2 separate regions of the Sus scrofa genome follow, and region 1 is linked to region 2. The links are chromatin contacts, called in public Hi-C maps. All regions are on one chromosome and are shown on one strand. Each heading gives the region's core, a stretch centred on a gene start, on an enhancer-like site or on the middle of the called end of the contact. The rest is flanking DNA. Distances are from core to core; before and after follow the strand shown.

Region 1 (4,848 bases), core at 699-3,198, 160 kb after region 2:
CCCCCACCCCCCACCCCTGGCCCATCCAAGGACTGCTGGCTCTGTCTGCACTCACATCTGTATCTTCAGAACCTTGCAGAGCCACTGGCCCAAGAATATAAGTTGAATTCATTCCTACTCATGGAGAGCTGAAGGCTATCCTACACCTAAGAGAATTGTGATAAAAGAAGGCAGCCCCATGCATCAGACCTTCCCTATGGCTCACTAAATCTTCACTAGAGCACCAGCAATGAGGTACTATTACATCCATTGTTCAGGTATCTGAAAACTCAGGGAAACAAAGGCTCAGGTAAGTAACTCGCTCAAGACCCCAAAGATGCCAAGTGCCGGCACCAGGATTTGAACTCAGGCCGTGTTCTTAACCCACTGAACCAAAATAGGAACTCCAGTTTTTAGTTTTTAAGTAAGTTGGCAGATAGGAAATTAGGCCATAATTTCCAATAAAATCATATAATACGCACATGTTGAATTCCACCTTGCTCCTCTAACGGGCCCTCTAAGGATGGAGACACCCATCTCCCAGAGGTGAGGCTCCCTGGGCTGTTTCGGCTTTCACACACCCTCTCGACTCGTCAGACTCTACTTCTTTGGGATGAGGGACTCTTAATCCTGGAGGTCCCCAAGCGTATGAGAAGTCCTAGAGGGACCTGAGGAAGATGGCAGGTTGGGCAGTTGGCAACTCAGAATGAAATGAATTTGGAGGTGGTTCCAGAGATTGCTAAGGCTGGCACATGGTGGGTGCACAAGAAATGGGCGCAGAATCTAAATCTGGAGAGCTCACACATTCTTCTCTGTCCCTAAACCCAAGAATTCTTTTTTTAAAAATTAGCTAACATTTATTGAACACTTACTATACACCAAGCATCTTAGTAGTACTGTTACATGGGATGTTTCATTTAATTCTTTTTTAAATTTTTTGAAGTTGTATGGACGTATAGTTGATTTACAAGGTTGTGATAATTTCTGCTATACAACAAAGTGATTCAGTTTTATGTGCACATACATCCATTCTCTTTCAGATCCTTTTCTCACATAGCCCATCACTGAATATTGGGTAGAGTGCTCTGTGCTAGACAGCAGGTCCCTGTGGGCCAGTCATTCCATATACCTCAGCAGGCATATGGCCATCCAACCCCGTGTCCATCCCTCCCCCCACTACATGTTCCCTTCGATAATCATAAGTTTTTCAAAGTCCGTGAGTCTGTTTCTGTTCTGCAAATAAGTTCATTTGTATTTTTTTTTCAGATTCCACATACAAGTGATATCATATGATGTTTGTCTTTCACTAACATCGTTTAGTGTGATAATGTCTAGGTCCATCCATATTGCTGCAAATGGCATTATTTCATTCTTTTTTATGGCTGAGTAATAGTCTATATGTACCACCTCTTATTTTACCCATTCCTCTGTCGATGGACATTTAGGTTGCTTCCATGTCTGGGCTATTGTAAACTGTGCTACAATGAACATTGTGGGGCATGTATCTCTTTAAATTATGGTTTTCTTCAGATAGATGCCCAGGAGTGGGATTGCTGGATCCTATGGTAGTTCTATTCCTAAACCCAAGAATTTGATAGCAAAATAAAGGGACTAAAGGAGTTCCCTGGTGGCCTAACAGTTAAGGATCTAGCATTGTCACTACCGTGGCTTAGGTCACTGCTGTGGCACAGGTTTGATCCCTAGCCTGGGAATGGCAAAAAAAAAAAATTAAATTGAATTAAAATAAAGGAACTAACAAACTTCCAAGGCTTGCTTTTCTTACCACTCAGCCAGACCCTGGTACAGATGGGGAAACTGAGATCTAGATACAAGAAGGAATGAGCACAAGATCTGCCATGAGGTTGGGGCTAGGGTGAGAATCCAGGTGCCCAGGTGTCCATGTGTCCCTCCACCCCTTCCAAATAGAGGTGGGTGCCCCGAGTGACCGGCAGGCCTTGTCTGGACCTGAGGCCAAACGCTGCTTGCATGCACTGCTGTTTGCTCAAGGGGGCGGGCCCATGGCTCTCTGGTCACATGTAGGTCATTGGAGTGCAAATGGCCAGCCAGAGGCACAGGAGTGGGGGTGGGATGGAGGCGACTCTATGGTCTGCTCTGCATCACTGCCCCCAGAGATACCAAGAAATTGGCTGAAAGTGAACCATGCCTTGGGCCTCCACCACTTGGGGTTAGAGATTGCTAAGTGCAGCCTCAGGGCAACCCATACCCTCCAGAGCTGGGAATCTTGAGTTTCTGGCACTCATGCTTGTCCCTAGCACTGGCCCGTTCAGAGGTCAAGGATGCTTCTGGACCTTGGGAGACCCTGTGAAGTCAGGCCAAGCCAGATCTGACCGTGTGGGGGAGGGGGAACTGCAGAGATAGGCACAAAGACCAGCTCAGCCATCCTAGTACCAGCCAACATTTACTGGCACCTCCTCTGTGCCCAAGGGAAGAGAAAGTAAGTGGGAACCATCCCCCACCCTGAAAAGTAGCTCAGAGTCCAGCCAGGAAGGAGGAGCCTGCCATGCCTTCCAGTTTAATGTACCCAGCACCAAGGAAACAGGTGTTATCCACGTTGCAGCTGAGGAAACTGAGGCTCGGGAAGGCTAATGAGCATGCCTACAGGGTTCCATGGAAGGCTGGCACCCATCTGTTTTTGCTCACCATTTAAATGACTGGCACATAAGAGGCACATGCCCAGTAAATCTGTTGAGTGAGTGAGTGAAGTGTCAGAGACAATATTAAAACACACGTCTGCCTCTGCCCAAGGACCGATGCTCCTGGATTGGCAGAGAGATAGAAGTCAACACAAAGCAGTGTGGGAACTACAGTGTCAGACACTTCCAGGGTGAGTGGGGGTGGCACAAAGAGCAAGGGCATTTGATTGAGGTTTTGAGGTATAGATAGGAGTTTTCTAGGCTGTCCATTCATTCTCCCAGATATTTAGTAAGTACCTGGTATGTGTCTGGCTCTTTTTTTAGGAGATTGGGATCCATCAGTGAAGGATATAAGATTTCTGCCCTGTGGCACTTACAAGAGGATCGGAGAAGGCATCTCAAGCAGAGGGAAGAGCACAGGTGGGAACAAAGAGGTCTGTCTTGGGGATGGAGAGTAAGCAATTTATTAGGTTCACTTGCACATAAATATATATATATAAATACTTAATGTGCTTTTCTCCTAAGTTAAACCATGTATGCCACCACAGAAAAATCTGGGACTCCAGAGGTTTTTAGTGTCACTTAAGAGAAAAGAAATTATGTTTGCTCATTATTCATCTTTTCATACTTTATATTGATTTTGGTATTGAAAACTATTAATTTCCACATTTAAAGCTGAAATCTTTATGTCAGGTACCCAGGCTCCAGCCTGGGTGGTTAAGTTGCTTATAAAATATGTGACATGTTTTAATTTCTTTAAATCAATCAATCAATCAGTCATGATGTCTCCAGCAGGGATAAGATAGAAAACAGGCTTTTATTTGATTAGGAAGCCGAAGTTGTCAACATTTCAAATGAGAGATGGCCTGACCCACGTTTCTGCAGATTGTTAGGGAAAAGTTAAAGTAGACAAATCCAGGGCTGAATTTAGAGGGGGCTCTGTGGAAGAAGAGGGGAGCAAGGGGCTCTTGTGTCCACATGGGCTCTGCTGGGGGCCTGGGATGTGGGGGGAACAAAGGTTGGGGCAGTTCCTCCTGCAGTGAACAAAAAGTGGGGAGATGACAGCTGACCTCCACTGGGTCCAGGTGGGGCTGCCTCACCAGATGAAGAAGAGAATTCCTAGGATCTGATGGCAAATGAGAAAGTGGAGGTGAAGGAGGATAGGGGCTTTGGACCCTTACACAAGGGTCTGTAAGCCGGGAATGGAGAGTCAGGTGATGGGGATTCAGACATGGGTGGGGTAGGGACCAGGATCTGCAGAGGCTGAGGAACAGGCACATGCCCAGTACAGAGCCTGAGCCACAGCCGGCACTCAGCATATCTCTGCTAAGTGCATGGTCTTGAATACCAGGCTGACAGCCTTAAATTTTCTTTTTTTTTTTTTTTTCTTTTGTCTTTTGTCTTTTTGTTGTTGTTGTTGTTGTTGCTATTTCTTGGGCCGCTCCCGCGGCATATGGAGGTTCCCAGGCTAGGGGTTGAATCGGAGCTGTAGCCACCGGCCTACACCAGAGCCACAGCAACGCGGGATCCGAGCCGCGTCTGCAACCTACACCACAGCTCACGGCAACGCCGGATCGTTAACCCACTGAGCAAGGACAGGGACCGAACCCGCAACCTCATGGTTCCTAGTCGGATTCGTTAACCACTGCGCCACGACGGGAACTCCTAAATTTTAATTTTAATTTTTTTTAATAGCTTTGATAGGTTGGGTGCTTTTTATGGGCTCAGTGGTAACTTTGCTAAAGGCTTTTCATTCTTTCCTTCATTCTTTTTTTTTTTTTTTTTTTTTTTTTTGCTTTTTTTAGGGTGGCACTTGAGGCATATGGAGGTTCTCAGGCTAGGGGTCCAATCGGTGCTATAGCTGCCGGCCTACACCACAACCACAGCCACACAGGATCCAAGGCGCATCTGAGACCTACACCACAGCTCATGGCAATGTTGGATCCTTAACCCACTGAACAAGGCCAGGGATTGACCTGCGTCCTCATGGATGCTAGTCAGATTCTTTAACCGCTGAGCCACGATGGGAACTCGAATTCCTTCATTCGTTATCTAATTTTACAGATGAGGAAACTGAGGCTCAGAGAAGCTAGTGGCTTAGCCAGGATCACGAAGCAGGTAGAAAGAATCAGGGCTTGACCCCAGTTCCATGTGAGTCCAACACCTAAGTCCTTTGTCTCTTAGGACTTTGTCCTGCAGAGAAGGAAGGTCAAAG
Region 2 (4,774 bases), core at 1,404-3,903:
ACCAAACATGGTGGCCCCATCTGTAGAGCATGACAAAGCATAATTTTGAACCACTGGACTTAGATCATTACCTCGCAAACTTGGAAAGCTGAGCTCTATCACAGTAGCATTCAGCCACAATTTCACAAACTCTTACTAAGGTGTGAGTACATAAGGGCTTAAATCCACTAATATTCCTTAGTAGTATCTGTGTACTCACTGAACACAAAAGCCTTTTTAATACTGCTGATGAAAAGGCATGATTGAAAAATTCTGGGCATTACCTAAAGCAAGAAAATGAAGGCCCAGCCGTCTCCTGTGCCTGACAATTTATTCCAGAACACAAATGTCCTGCCTGTCTGTGACTGGTTCTTTCTTAAGGCCAGGAGTTATGCCTCCTGAGCATTTTTACTTCCCTAAAACAAAAAGTCATTTTACTAAACCAAATACAGGAAGAAAACAGATTTATCCACCACCTACTTTTGGCCAGAAATTCCTTTAGCAGTCTGACCAATATCATCTCATTTATTTTAACTACCACTCCCTAGGTTCTCATTGTCACTTTTGAAAACAAGAAATGTGAGGCTAAGAGCATTCAAGCATACTGCCCACAATGACAAAATGATTAGAAAGCAAAACTGTGCTTAGAACTCATTTCTGTGCAAGCCCAAAGCCCATCATTGCACCCCATCAGTTGAAATCTCACCTGTGTGCTGGGAGTCAGAATGCCCTGGAGATTTTACTGAAATGTGTTCCACTTGAAATTTGAATTTCTGGAGTTCCCGTCATGGCTCAGTGTTAAAAATCTGACTAGGAACCATGAGGTTGCAGGTTCGATCCTTGGCCTGGCTCAGTGGGTTAAGGAGCTGTAGTATAGGTTGCAGACATGGCTCAGATCTGGCGTTGCTGTGGCTTTGGCATAGGCCAGCTATAGCTCTGATTAGACCCTTAGCCTGTATGCTGCGGGTGCAGCCCTAGATTAAATAAATAAATAAATAAAAATAAATTTGAATTTCTGAAAGGGAGTCCCAGCAATCTCTATTTAACCCCTTCTGGGGATTCTGAGGCATAACCTGGTTTGGAGATGGTTTGAGAAGGTAAATTGTCAGTAAAGATAAACTTGAATAAGGAGTTTCCTTTGTGGCACAGTGGAAACAAATCTGACTAGTATCCATGAGGAGGCGGGTTCGATCCCTGGCCTCACTCAGTGGGTCAGGGATCCAGCACTGCCGTTGAGCTGTGGTGTAGGTTGCAGATGTGGCTCGGATCTGGTGCTGCTGTGGCATAGGCCAGCAGCTGCAGCTCCAATTTGCCCCCTAGTCTGGCAACTTCCACATGGCGCGAGTGCAGCCCTAAAAAGCAAACTAAGTAAATGAATAAGTAAATAAATAAATAAACAAACAGAAATAAACTCCCATAGCCCACTTCCCTTCTTTGGCTCACACATTCTCCTCTTCTGTCTTCCATTGTGCAGGGTCCAAGTCTAATTCATCCTTCTATAGGAAGTCTTCCTGGACCTCTTGTTCTCTCCTCTGTTTCCCATAGTTACCTCCTTGGGCCTCTCTGATGCACTAACCATTCGAGGTCTTCGTGCTTTCGCCTCTCCTAACATCAAAACCCCTCCTGGACACAATCTGGGTCTTGCCTATGAGTCTCTGTTCACCCCCACCATCACCAAGGATGCCAGACTCCAGGACAGAGCCCTAGATGGGAATCAAAAAGCATTTACTGAATTGAGTTGGTTGGACTGAATGATCAAGACACTTCATTAGAAACTGGTTTACATATGGTCAGCCTGTTGCCTTCTCAAACCCCTTGACTATTTCAGGTGTCTTTGCCTTGAATGTTCCATATCCTTTGACCAAAAATAATCTCTCTCCAGCTCCTCCACCTGGTGCATTTCTCTGGCTACTTCAAGCATTATCTCCTTGACAAAATCATTCGCAACCAAGGCAGCCTTTATTACACCTGCTTCTGTGAAAGCTCAGCTAGGATAGTACCTACCCCAAATGATGTATATTTTCTTGTACAGCTTTCCCACTGGTCTACAAAGTTCCTGAACAGTTTTAAGTCTTCTTTCTTTTGTATTCTTGGGGACTTAGCACTTGGTGAGGCACATGTGGAAGCTAATAGGAATGAAGGACGGGAGGAAGGGAGGGAGGAAAGAAGGCAAGAATGGCAAAATAACTTAGTATCAGACGACACTGCTTTCTCAACAGATAGGTCAGTCTTTCTCACTGGAGTTAAGATTTCAGAGCATGAACAAAAAACACTGCTGCCAACTATCCAGACCTGCACAAACTTGCATGGAAGTCTTTTGGTAGTTCTGGGTAAGTAGAAAATGACTGTCCCTAAAATGAGCTGCCTTTCTGCCTGTCAGTGGTATGAGGTCACCATTGGTCCTGCTGCCAAACACCTGAAACAAGACCAGGGACACAGGAGAGGAGTCTCATCCATCCTCCCTTCTCACCTTCCTCCTCTCTTTTCTCACTTCTCGTGCTACCTCCCACAAGACGGTTCTTAGGTGGCATGCTTTTAACTACTGGAGGCATTTCCTGGAGTGGATCCCAATGTGCAACAGTCACCCTAATGAAGCGATTCATACCAAACACGAGGCCCTGGCATGGACCAGTCCATCCCTATCTCCCCTGCCCAAGCTCCACGGGCATCAGAAAGTGACCTACGCCCGGGTCCCTGAGATTTCATCAACATGTTCCAGATCCAAGTCACAAGGGTCGATAGCTGTCCCCATGTTTGCCCATAATCAGTAACAAATGCGGCAAAGACCGTGAACTTGCTTTTCTAGTACTTTTTAAGAGACCTTTAACCACAGAATTTTTATTGGCTCTTTTTTTTTTTTTTTGTAATTTAACAAATGAGAAAATCCCGGCAAATTGAAGCCAGATGTGTGTGCAGGGGCTATCAAAAGCCGTGATATTTGTGTCATGTTCGTTTTATTTATTCAGTCTCTTTCACTCTCTAGTCATGGGGCACCAGTGTTTCCTCATTATTTTGAAAGCCAGGAGATGCTGTTTGTGGTATAAGTTGATTCTCCACCCGACCCATAAGCCTAACAGTTCTAGATGCTTCCCAACTGTATTGGGAAAGGTCTGGAAATACATGAAATGAAAATCTCTGGTCACTTTCAAGGACTCAACCAAATACACCATCCTGTACATACAATCAAGCCCTGAAACATACCATAATTGTGGAACTAGCACAATTTTGTTTCTCATTAAATGATGTGATTCGAACACTATAATGTAGGGAGTTCCCTTTGTGGCTCAGCGGTTAACAAACCCAACTAGTATCTGTGAGGACACAGATTCCACCCCTGGCCTCGCTCAGTGGGTTAAGGATCCAGCATTGCTGTGAGTTGTGATGTAGGTTGCTGTGGCTGTGGCGTAGGCTGGCAGCTGCAACTCCGATTTGACCCCTAGCTTGGGAACGTTCATAGGCTGCAGGTGTGGCCCTAAAAAAATTCTTTTAAAAAAGAACAGTGTAATGTGTACTGTGTAACTTCCTTCACCCATGAACACACTGGGCTGGGGTTTTATGGTGTTTCAGAGCTTTTACTGAATCCAGCCATCCTGGTGAGGTGGTGGGCTCCTGGAGCCTGCCGCAAGCCTTCGGGGTCATTGGCACTCAAGCACAACACCCACTGGCTCGGGGTTCACACCCAAAAAGACTCCTCTCTTCAGCTCCATCCCCAGCTGAGGCAAGAGAAAAATCAATACTCCTGGGTGGGAAAAAAGATCCAATAAATTGCTGAAAAAATGACTTCCGTTTCTAACTCTGCTACTAAGTGGGCGCTTATTTGGGCAGTAACATGGCAAAGTGGCCAGAGCACAGAGGAGGTGGCCAGACCAGCTTCCCTCCCTGAGCCCACAACTGCTCTCCAACGGCTTTGTGGCCCCAGAAACTCAATTAACCTCGCCAGGCCTCACTTCTCTGTTCATTAGTATTTATTTATTTAACTTTCTTAGGCTTGCTCTTTGTGGTTTAAAAAAAAAAAAAAATCACCTCAGGCACAAGCAGCAGAGAGTAACAATTAATTAAAAAACATAAAACAGAGCTGAGATGGCCAACAGCGTTGAACTTGGAGACCGTCAGATAAGCCTTTTTAAAGATCTGTCCCTCGAACTTTCCAGAACTAGAGGAGGAGGCCAAAAATGTAGCAATGGAAAACTCACGAAAATGAGGCTAGATGCCTCTGTGTTCAGTGGTCTCGGAAAGCATTAGCAGGCTGACCGTGTGCTCTGTGAAAAACTGATCTCAAGAGTATGGAAGGTTCTTCTCAGATTTGGAGTCAGTGCCAGAGCTACGGAGAAGCTGAGAGATGAGCAGATTGAGAATCTATGCATCCAAACAGGGCACTGGCACTCCCCAGGGGAGTGATCTTCATTCAGAGCCATGCCAGAGCTCCCACTAGGGCTTAAAAAGAGGCAGTTGGGCTCAGAATAAGGTTTCTCCTGAGAACTGGAACTGTTCAGCAAGGGGAAAGTGCAAAGGTAAACGTCATCCCTGAAGGAGTTCCTTCCTGCAAAGATGGAGACCCACTACAATGCCAGGATCCATGCCAGGTTCTTGCACGATAGTCCCTGGGCAACCAAAACACCCAGCAGGTGAGACACAGCTCAGACTAAGGCTATGGCACAAAGCTTTCTACGAGGAAACATTTTTGCCAGACTACCTCTACAAAGTCTGTAAAGATTCTCTAGTACTATTTAGAAGACCCTTAACCACAGAATTTTTATCAGCCTTTTTTTTTTGTCATTTAACATGGGAGAAAATT

The links. A called contact is a pair of places that touch in the nucleus more often than the background predicts.
Region 1: a Hi-C map of liver shows a contact between it and region 2, with 6 times the contacts expected there. The contact joins two enhancer-like sites. A contact is called at or near these places in 2 of 47 Hi-C or Micro-C datasets (both in liver) and 1 of 2 datasets of contacts at active chromatin or transcription factors (alveolar macrophages).

The regions. Positions count from the first base shown.
Region 1 is chr17:43,378,968-43,383,815 of Sscrofa11.1, forward strand. No RefSeq gene overlaps it. Among named protein-coding and RNA genes, the nearest start is that of MAFB, 30 kb to the right of the region's middle. Within about 2 kb of position 1,949, at least 2 of the 83 cell types and tissues checked have an H3K27ac peak or open chromatin away from gene starts, as enhancers often do. A contact at or near this core is called in liver, where this site is marked.
Region 2 is chr17:43,214,783-43,219,556 of Sscrofa11.1, forward strand. No RefSeq gene overlaps it. Among named protein-coding and RNA genes, the nearest start is that of MAFB, 190 kb to the right of the region's middle. Within about 2 kb of position 2,654, at least 1 of the 83 cell types and tissues checked has an H3K27ac peak or open chromatin away from gene starts, as enhancers often do. A contact at or near this core is called in liver, where this site is marked.